2 separate regions of the Mus musculus genome follow, and region 2 is linked to region 1. A link is a contact called in public HiCAR-type data. All regions are on one chromosome and are shown on one strand. The core of a region is the stretch at or near the end of the contact, and the rest is flanking DNA. Distances in the headings are between cores, read along the strand shown. Region 1 has its middle 28 kb from the start of Gm30820. Region 2 overlaps Gm30906 (a long non-coding RNA gene).

Region 1 (5,705 bases), core at 1,920-4,419:
TTTAACGAGACCAACTCAACTTATTTTTCAACTGCAAACCACTTAGACTGTGGCAATTTTCTTAGCAGGAAAAATTTTAGATGGCCATGCGGTTTCTAGCTCTACTCTGTTTCTTCTTCGTTTTACACATGAAATATTTGGAATCATATTGCTTTTCTTTAAAACTATGGTCCAAATTAATTTATACTGACTTGATTCAAAGGAGAGAGAAATTGCTACCTTTCAGAGTTTTTGACCTCAAATTCTCTGATATTTGAGATACTTAAAAAAAAAAAAATCCTAGCATACAATTCTTCAGTAGCATGGAGGTAAATTTCAAGTAAAGGAAAGAGTAATGAAAAATTTAATATAAAGGCTATAATTTTCTAAAGATGTCTGTTCCTTATTAAGATCAAGTGTATGTCAATCATCCAATATTTTGGAATATTCATGGGTTGGGGGGAATATCCTTGGGTTGTGGGAAGTATACTGGGTGTCTTCCCAATGTGTAAAAACATTTCCCCCAGTGTAATCAAAATTTTTATAATTCAATAAATATAAAATGATGGGAATGAAGTGTTTTCGATAGTTCATTAACATAATTAATGTAGCTTATTTAATTTTAAAAATTCCTGATTATATAGAAGTTATGCTTGCATCTTAACCCCATCTGCATAGGTCACTTTTTTGCATAGAGAATAAAAGGATTTGTCTTCGGCACTATATAAATAGTTATGAGAGTCAAATGCAATACTAGGTGTAAATGAGTTTCATTGGAGATTAAGACTAAATTAATACAGTTTACACTAACAATTACATGCAGCTGGAATTCCCTGTTCAAGTGGAACATTTCAGTCTTCTGTTTCAGATTGATTTTTTTGCTCACTCCAATGCCCTTAAACGTTCTTGCTGGAATCATGGACCCTCTCTTTGAGACGAGACCACCATATTATATTCCCTTTGGAGAGCAAGCAGTGTCTGTGTCTGAAAATCAATATTGTAGCATGTTTCTTCTCCTTTCATTTCCCTTTTTCTTTTAACATGCCTTTTTTCTCTCAGCATTTGTGGAAGCCTTGCAGCTCCGGGTGGGTTTTTACAGACAAGCTGCTCAGAGAATTAAGGAGTGATGGAGGTTAGTCACCCTGGCTCTGCAACGGCCACAGAAAGGGCCCCAACAGTGGTCCATTTCCCTCCCTTTGTCTTTCTCTTTTGCTTCTCTTTGACGTGAACCCAGATTCTTTTTTTTGTGGGGATCAAAAATAAGCATGGTCTCTAGAAAAGAGTCTTCTAGAGTTCTTCCCCAAACTCAGATATGACATGAAGAGAGGCAATTCTATATAAAGACGATTTTCTGGTTCCTTAAAAAAAATAGTTTGAGGGCCCTAGAGAGGATAAGAACTCCACAGGAAGATCAACAGAGTCAACTAACTAACTGACTAACTAACGTCAGAGGCTCTTTGAGACTTAACCACCAAGCAAAGACCATACACGGGCTGGACCTAGGCCCCTGCAGCTATGTAGGAGATGTGCAGCTTGGTCTTTATGTGGGTCCCTCAACAACTGGAGCACAGGCTGCCCCTAAATCTGTCACCTGTCTGTGGATCCCGTTCTCCTAACTGGGCTGCCTTGGCTAGCCTCAGTGGGAAAGGATGTGCCTCGTCCTGCAGTGACTTGATGTGCCAGGTTGGGGTGATACTGGGGTGAAGGGAGGATAGAGGAGGGACTGGGTGTGCAAGGATCAGGAGGAAGGGGGCAGCAATCGGGATGTAAAATGAGTAAATACATAAATTAATGGAAAAAAACCTGCTTCCCCTTGTTTCATTGTCTCTTGCTGGCTTACACAGTAACTTAGCATAGACATGCTAAAGCCCAGGGCCACTGAAAGAGGAAAGAAACTGCATAATTGTAATTGTATTATCTAGTGAATGTAGACTATAAGCCCTGCAAGGTGAATTAGGTTTAGTAAAGGCATCATCTTATGTGTCCATCTTGTCTACCCAATGATGAAGTGATGAGATGGAGACATGGGAAGAAACACTTAAGATGCAGGTTGCACACTGTCACACCCGATTCAGCCTCCACTAAAACCTTGCCTTATTTTCTTTCATCTATGAATATGCATGCACACACATTTCACAAATCTGACTCTTTTTTGCAATCACTTAAAAAAAAAAAAAAGAACACAAAACCTCATGCTTTTGGAGGATGAGAAGTCCAAGGTCAAGGTGCAGGTAGATTTGGTTTCTGCTGAGAAACGTCTCAGCTTACAGAGGCAAAGTGTTCTGGTGTCTCTTTTTCTTCTCACAAGGGCACTAATCTTACAATGGGGTCCCATCCGTAGGACCTCAGCTAACCTAGTTACCTTCCAAAGTCCCATCTCCAAATACTAACAGATTAGGATTTAGGGTTTCAATACTGGTGGAACAGTATTTACTCCATGGTATCCCGTCCCAGACTGAATAAACTTCATCTTGATCTTACATGCAAAACAGATTAATTCTATTTCAACAGACCTAAAAGTCTCTACTCATTCTAAAATCAACTTCAAAATCTAAAGTTCAAAGTTCGTCTGAGTACTGTCTCTAAACCAGACATTGTTATCAATGTTTCGTAGATTGGTTCTTGAACAGTTTATATTCAGCATCTTATTAAGTATTCTTCTACAGTACAGTACCAAGACTAAAGTAGGTGTAGACTAAATATTTGATAAATGAGTATGTTACTTTTGTTGGATATATATTGTCTTACCATATAAAAATGTAACTCATCACAATTATTCCTTCCCTTGTTCATGCTGAGATAGAAACATCATGGGGTGAGGAAAGTATGAGGTTACTCATATAAACGTGGGTACACCACAGAAAGAGGAAGCTTTAAGCACATAGGAAACCTTGTGGGACTCTCCGTAGGGGGAGGCCAGGAGAAAGCAGTGTAGAACTTTAGGTAATGACTATGGTCTACATATTACTGAGAGGCTCACCCATGGAACGTGGAAGAACATAAAGAGTCCCAATCAGAGTTTAGAAATGTTCCTACTTTCCAGGTCAGCTGCTGAGAACACTTGAACACAAACAGAAAGCAACACAACCTGGTCAAGATGTGCAGCAAACTGTGTTAGTGACAATCTAGAGGCTGTTATTCACAGATTAAAAACACTGCCTCACTTTCTCATAGCGGCACAGATTTGAATGTGTCTGTGGACTGCCTTTTGTTCTCAGGCTAGCTACTCTGGAGACCTTTGGGCAGCCTCTATTGATCATCAGAGCTTAGCGCTTTCTTAGTCACAAAGAAGCACAATGAGAGAGGATTTGGCAGAGTTTTGAAGAGAAAGTCTCTGTCTCTCTCTCTCCCTCCCTCTGTGTGTGTGCATCTCTCTCTCTCTCTCTCTCTCTCTCTCTCTCTCTCTCTCTCTCTCTGTGTGTGTGTGTGTGTGTGTGTGTGTAGAAGTCTCCAATGGGACTAGACACTCCTATTCTCCAGTCAGTTACTGACAGAGTGAATGGTTGTGGGATTATCATGATTAACTCACACCAGCTTAGCCAAAGGGAAACAGTTGGTGATATGTGTACTACATTTTCAAGTACCAAGAAACCACAAAACCCCAATTGTAGCGTGGACTAAGCTCACAGTTCGTGCTTTGGCTTGATAAGGCTTGATTGGGGTGGCTCTGTTCCATATTTTTATCCTCTGTTCCATGTAGCTTCTCCTAAGATCAAAGGATATTTCTTGTGGTCACGGTGACAAAAGTCTTGGAGAAAGTGACTTCATGGCAGCCCAATCAAATCCTAATCTTGGGAGTGAAACACCATTATTTCTTCTGTCTCATCCTATTGGCCCAAGAAAATTACATGGCAAACTTTACAGTAAAGTTTGAGGAAGAACAGATTCTGTCTGTGTAGTTGGGAGACGTTGGAAATGCTATGACAAAGATGCAGTGGAGCTGAGATGAGAGAAAACGGCTTAAAAGTTCAAGAATGTCCAGATATTTAATGAAGATAAATACTAATGAAATATTTGAAAACTTAATTTGTTGTGTGTATGATGTATGTATGTATGTGTGTATGATGTATGTATGTATGTGTATATGTATGCATATTGTATGTATAATGTATGTATGTGTGTGTGTGTGTAAGTGTGGATGTGCATGTATTGAAGGTGAGGACGGAAACTAAAGGTTGCCCTGTAAAAGAGATAGGGTTTCCCTTTCTTTGTGTGTTGCCACATAAGCTAAGCTGGCCCCTCCAGGGACTCTCCTGTCTCCACCTCCATCTCACAACAGGAGAACTGGTATTACAGATGTGCACAGCTGCATTCACTGAGCCATCTCTGAATCCCATTATGGAATATTTTTAAAGATCAAAAGTAGTGTGGGAATTTTCACGATGAGCAAAGCACAAACACTTGAACATTAAACTTATTTTGAAAGACAAAAACTTTTGCCATGGTTGCCTGACTCTGTCAACTTCCTAGGACTGCCACATTCAGGTTTAGGAGAAGCATAGAGAATACTTGTCCCGAGTTTGCTGTTTGTGCTCTCTTACATTTATAGCTCAAGTATCTGACAGTCCTGGAAGTCTCTGTGATATTTAATAGGAACAATCTCAAGCAAATCCTGTCATGAATTAAGCTTCCTTGAGATGTTTTCAGAAAAAAAAAAAGAAACAAGAAAAATAAAACAAGAAAAGAAAATTGAGTTTCATTCAATGGTTAGCTTAAGAGCGCCTACAAGTTCCAGGAAAATTAGAGTTTGTAAGGTAGTACAAGTGTTTTTATAGTAGCGAGGCCGAATTTCATAATGCTTTTAGATTTTTTAAATCCAGTACTTGTTTTGACAAAGTCCAGTGAAAGTCTTTTTGGAGCGGCCACAAATCATGCCATGGGTGCTTAACTTTTTATAACTGAGATCGGTGTAGGAATTCGAGAGCATCCGTTTGTGTTGGGAGACTGTCCTCCTGTCTCATTTGGTGAGTGATCTGGTAATCCTGCGGCTGAGGAGTTTGGCAACAAGAAAGTCTTCAAAGTGCCTAGGACTCCTGTGTGGGGCTGCTCTATGTCCGTGACTGTTGCAGGATTAGACCCAGGATGATTTTCAAGCAAACCGAGAGGAAAACATGACTGGATCCCAAATCCTGTCATTTAAAGTGAGAATTCTTCCTTTAGTGTGAAATGCTAGGGCCACGAGTTATTTTTCCAACTGGGACTCACTCTGAGTCATGAGGGGCAAAACTACCGTCTACTTCATTTGACACCTTTCCCTCAGCCCATGCACCTAGAAACTTACAGGATGAGGGGCTAGAGAAGTGACCAGCAACAAACCGAGCAGACACCTGTGTTCTGTAGTGCAGAATGAGAAGTGACCAACACTCATCTGTTAGTTTTACAGTGGCCCCTATGATGACCTGCTGTGGAGCCTGTCCCCACTTACAGTCACTCAGAGTTGAGTAAGGGACAGAAAGACTGTCAACAGGAAGAGGGAGGGGATCAACTCACAGTGATCTGCACATCCAGGGGGTTTGCAGGGAAACAGGAACAGAAACCAAAATGTCAGAAAAACTGAGAACAGGAGACCTCATGAGAACAGGAGACCTCATGCCATTTGAATATTAGTGTGAGCAAATGAGGTTTCTCAGGAGAGTCAACAACAACAACAAAAGCATCAGCTTCAGGAACCTCTGTGGCAATGTGGCAATGTGGCAATGTGGCAAACTCTTACTATTGCTGCTAAG
Region 2 (5,206 bases), core at 2,641-5,140, 180 kb after region 1:
GTACGATGTTTTATCCTAGGTTTAACCAAAGCTCTAATAGAGCCACTTATGAACAGTTAGATGGTTTCCTTAGAGCTCCCCTGACTGTTGAAAGAGAACTTTGAACACCTGTGTAAGTAACTGGGTCACCCTTCGGGATCTCGAAAAGCTCTGCTGTCCCTTTCTTTTCCCGTCTTCTTTCTTTGTTTAATTTAATCAATTAGTTGTGAGGTGTGCCAGGTTTTTCACTGCCCCCTCTCTTTTCATCCACACCACCGGCCCAAATCCAAGCCTATGACTACTTAGAAGGTCTTTGGCCTGGGGACACACGATGTGGGTGGGTGGAACCGCAAAACACACAGCAGCAGCAAGGGCCAATGAGCATGAAGGACAGGCAGAAGAGCACCAGGCAAGTCCAAGAAGCAGAAACAAGGGAGCCAAGAGAAGAGCAAGATGGGGCACAAGGTGGACATTATTCTCATTTGGTCAACTGGGCCAATCAGGACCAGGGACCTGCTAGGACCACTCTCAGAGGGACACAAGAGCTCTGTCCCAACTTCACATGAGATGTGAGGCATCACTCTAAACCTAGGTTGACTGGTGAGATGAGGCTTCCACCTTCAGGCAAGTGGAATCTGTGTCTGCTATCTAAAGAGCTAGCTACCCACCATCTCCCACACAGTGTGGAATGTTACCAAAATAGAGAGAGAGAGAGAAAGCCCATAAATCTCTGCTTGTCCAGTTCTTGCTTTGTAAAGGGGCCCAGCCACAGTCCTCAGCTTCTCCAGCCCACACTGAGTTCTCCCTGTGAGCCCTGTAGACTGTAGGCCTAAATCATGAAATATACCCATTAATCACCCTCCACCCAAGAGTGAGTGTGGGGTGGGGAACCCCCAACCGCACCTGGAGGCCTAAGAACTGGGCCCTGGGCCAACTCCTTCTCTCTGCATGCTGCTTAGGCTGCTGTCTCTCCTTCCTCTCCAGCATCGTTAGAAACACAGGCTAAACCTGTGTTCATTGACTCACCCTAAAACTTCAGGTTTGTGAATTTTCTGGTTGCTTGTGTCAAGCCATAAGGGTAGAACTCGTGTTCAAATTACTTTCTCCTCGTCCCCAACACCAGGCTTTTGCTGAAGCCTGGAAGGTTCACCCAATCTCATACTTCTGCTGCATCAGGATCTCCAGAGACCTGGGCTAAAACACAGGTTGCTGGATTGCTCTTCGGAGTATTGACTCGTGGCTGTGGCCACTGTGCTAGCATCTCTAGCAAGCTGCTTGGCAATACTGTTGCTGCTGCCACTGGAATGTGACCAGGGCACATTCTGATATCCACTGGCTTACTTGGATCACAGTTGGTAACAATACTCTTATGCCTAGGTGGTATTGCCTTAGTAGCAGGCACCTCCGCACTCTTTAAGGAGGCATCTGCTTTGTGTTCAGGACAAAAAATGAAGTGCCTGAGAAATCCTGCTTGGAGAAGATAGTGGTGAGGCTGAAGAGACCACAAGAGGATGTGCCTCTCTAGACACAAGGGCCGGGAGGGCCCATAGGCTAGAACTGGATTTAGAGGGAGAATGGAGTATGGGTTGCCTGATTTTCTTAGTGCCAGAGAACCTGTATAATTTCTGTGGATGCCAAGACTGGTAGCCAAGTCCTCGGTGAGTTCTCAGGGACTTGGGCAAGCTTTCTTTTCATTAAGTGTTTTTATTTAGACTTTAGATCTTTAAAGAACGAATAAGCTGCCGAGCTTGTTGCTATTCATCTTTAACCCCAGCATTCGGGAGGCAGAAGCAGGTGGCTCTCTGTGAGTGTGATGCTAGCCTGGGCTATCTAGTGAGTTGCAGCTAGGGATACATAATGGCATGCTGTCTTTAAAAACAGAACACTGAAATTCCACTAAAAGCACCAGGATTAAACTTGTACCACATTGCACAAGAGCTGTGAACTTTTCAAATTTATAGATTTCTTTGATCTTTACCAAAGTCTTGTCAGAGAGAAAAAGAGTAGAATAAATCATAATTCCCAGTGGGAAACCAAGGAATAGATATATGAAGAGTAAAGTCACGGTTGAGGTTTGCTGACAGATAGTTCAAGTCACTTCTTAAAGGGCCCCCGGAGAAGACCCTTTGTTAGGGCTCCTCTTTTGTTTCTAGTGAGATAGAGCCAGACTTTCGGATCTAATTCTGCGTAAATGGACATTTGGAGTGGTGTTTCCAAAGGTCTCGGGGAGGGGATTAAATCACTCTGTCTCTAGCTAAGCATCAGCATCTCAGCCTCTCCTGGAAGAGCTATATATCATCCTCCTGCCCAGGAGGTGGTCAGGGGTGTGATCAGGCCTAACTCTCTCTACATTTTATAGTCGCATGTTGCACTCCGACATAAATCTTGAACTAAAAAGGTCTACAGTAAATAAGAGCTGCTTGTGGACAAATCCTCCTGTTTTTTTTTGGCAACACTTATGCCATCTGCCTGTGCGACCCACAAACAAATCAATTTCATTGTACATCAAAATGACAGGTTTCCTGGGGCTTCCAGCACTTTCCCTAGAGAACTCCAGGGTGTGCAGGACCCTGAGGACCACGTAACCTAGCTCTTCTGTCTTCTGGATAATACCAGGCTCTATGGAACTCCTTAACAAGAAGAAGACCAGATGCCACAACAGGAGACCAGGCAAAAGTGGTTTGTGATTGAAAAGAGGAGCAGCCTTCTTGCTGGGTGTAGGAACATTGAGACCAGCTTCCCTTTGTCCTCAATACCATCATCCCCACCCCCATAGACAGCCTTGGACCTGAGGGTAGAGGAGTGCACATGCTATTTCACTAAGCCCCAGGTGCCTGCATTGTTTTCTCTTCCTGGTTAGCCTTCAAGGAAACTCCACCAAAAACCCATGTCTTTGGGACTTGAAGGAACCTGTCATGGCTAACAGGAGGTGGAGCTGGTATTAAAACTTAGGTTTTCATAAAGCCCTTGTTCTTTGCTGTGCCAGGCAGGGGTTCGTTAATGCCTGTCTTGGAGAAGATAAAACAAGTGACTTTGTTCACAGATGTGAATTCATCTCATCTCCTCTTATTTGGGGGGATTATGTTTGGGTATTAAATGGCTCATTCTTTTCTCAAAATCATGATTGTAATAGCTAGTGCTTCTCTCTCATCTTCCCCCTCCCTCCTTCTCTCGCTCCTCTTTTTACTTGAATGGGGCGGAAAAAAGCAATATATATATATATATATATATATATATATATATATATATATATATACACACATATGTGTATATATACATTTTCTGTTTTCATTAAGATTTTTTAAATTAGGCTATTATAATGGGCCACATTAGGGTATGTCCATACACATATGCAATGTACTTTGAGCATATGCCCTTTCCCCTCCACTAAGCATTTTTTTCTTGGTCCACATGTCCCAGAGTCCGCAGTCCCTGCTCTGTAGACACTGTCTTATCCTAGTCCAAGGAGAACATAGCTCTGAAATCTGTGCCCTGAGTGTCATGCCAAAATTCTGACTTAGAATCTACAACTTGATACCATTCTTTCCTTTGGGTTTAAGAGGGGAATGCCACCAGGTAAGGCTATCGGAGGCTTCATAGTGAAGGCAACCCCCACCCCCACCCCCAAACTGAGCACTCTTTCTTCTCCTAGTACTCTGCTAGGATGTACCGAGCGTCCAAGATGAGTTATGGTTTCTTGAACCGAAAGAATGTGCTAATTGGTTAGTATTCCTCTGGAATCATTTTTATTTACTTTATCTGTGGTGATTTTCTTTCGGTGGTGAAGCTTTACAGAGTACGGCACACTCGGCAGGAAGTGCCTCCCCCGAGCCTCCTAAACCCCAATGAAACACGTGAGTGTCAGAGCTGCCTCCCCTTGACAATATCATTCAATTGTGCCTACCAGCCATGTGACAAGGGTACCGATGACTCTCTCATGCTTGAGAAGACTGTTTCTGGTCACCCCTGGGCCTAAGGCAGCTGTGAACCCTGCTCCCCCAGAGCTCTGTGTCCTCTGCATCATCCTACTTCTGGGTGTCCACAGTGTCTCTCACTTGCGTCTTGAATTCCCTTTATGGCCTCGGTAAATCATCCCACACACCACAGAGCAGGGGGACATCTGATTTATGAAACCTACCTGCCTGGTTCTCTCAGTGGAAGATTCCCTTCGTGCAGGCTTCTCCCTCTTCACATTTTTTTTTCTTTTTGGATTTTTAAAGTATTTAACTAAAATGTTCCTGGAGTGCTGTGGCCTGCCAGTGACGCTTTTCCAGTGATGGCCAGTTTTTATCTCGGTGTGTGTGTGTGTGTGTGTGTGTGTGTGTGTGTGTGTGTGTGTGTGTATTGTATGCCTGCACGTGGAGGCCAGAGGATAACAACAGAGTGTTGTTTCTCAAGTGCTAGCCACATTTTCAAGTTCAGATTTTACTTATTGTTATTGTGTATATCCATGTACAGAGGGGAACATCCCTGTGCCATGGTATTTGTAGGGGTCAAAGGACAACTTTTAGGATTCAGTTCTTTTCTTCCACCATGGCTTCTGGGAATCAAACTCAGGTTGGCAGGCACAGTGACAGCCATGTTTACCCTCTGTTTCATTCCTTCCTGAGGCAGGTTTCTCAAGAGAGGCCCAGTGACCAGCATTCCTGTCTCTGCTGCAACCCCAGTGGGACTACAAACATGTGCCATGGTGCCTGGTCAGGTCAGGTCAGGTCAGGTCCAAAAGGAAACTCAATTCCCCAAACTCCAAAAGTCAGTCCAAGTATTCAGACACCAGCTCAATGTGAAGTCTGGGAGGCTTTCAGGTGGTTAGATAAAAGCCAGCATCCTTGTAGAACTTGTAAAACCGGCTCACGTCTACCAAGAGGAGTCATTCCTCTTACCTCCGGCCAAAGGAATCACGGTTCTCCAGTTAACCTGTGGTGCCTGTCAGCATACTGAGGTCTGTGCTAGCCCCCAGGGTCCCTCAGTCCCTTCCCACAAACCCCTCCACCAGTCTCCCAGCCCTCCCCCTTCCCAGCTGCTCACCCTTCTTACAACTCAGCTCTTCTCTATGCTTTCTCTCTTCTCTATTCCCTACTACTGCCATGTCTATTCCTGCCATTCTCTATTCCTGTCTACTGGCCATGGTCAGTCTACTTTCTCTCTGTACTCTGTACTCTTCCAGAGCCTCTGGCTGTTCTTTATCTCATAGTTCACAATAAAAAACAAAACAAACCACCTCCCC

The links. HiCAR-type assays count read pairs that join an accessible place to other places.
Region 2: a contact with region 1 is called in a HiCAR-type map of Th17 cells, with 4 times the contacts expected there. The contact joins two enhancer-like sites. A contact is called at or near these places in 1 of 15 datasets of contacts at CTCF or cohesin (large pre-B cells), 3 of 484 Hi-C or Micro-C datasets (Th1 cells, bone marrow-derived macrophages and nephron progenitors) and 3 of 115 datasets of contacts at active chromatin or transcription factors (CD8 T cells, the HPC-7 cell line and Th17 cells).

What each region holds. Positions count from the first base shown.
Region 1 is chr10:8,004,597-8,010,301 of GRCm38.p6, forward strand. No RefSeq gene overlaps it. Among named protein-coding and RNA genes, the nearest start is that of Gm30820, 28 kb to the left of the region's middle. Within about 2 kb of position 3,170, at least 34 of the 459 cell types and tissues checked have an H3K27ac peak or open chromatin away from gene starts, as enhancers often do. A contact at or near this core is called in CD8 T cells and Th17 cells, where this site is marked.
Region 2 is chr10:8,181,086-8,186,291 of GRCm38.p6, forward strand. The region is part of intron 1 of Gm30906 (a long non-coding RNA gene); the gene reads left to right. Among named protein-coding and RNA genes, the nearest start is that of Gm30906, 7.6 kb to the left of the region's middle. Within about 2 kb of position 3,891, at least 30 of the 459 cell types and tissues checked have an H3K27ac peak or open chromatin away from gene starts, as enhancers often do. A contact at or near this core is called in CD8 T cells and Th17 cells, where this site is marked.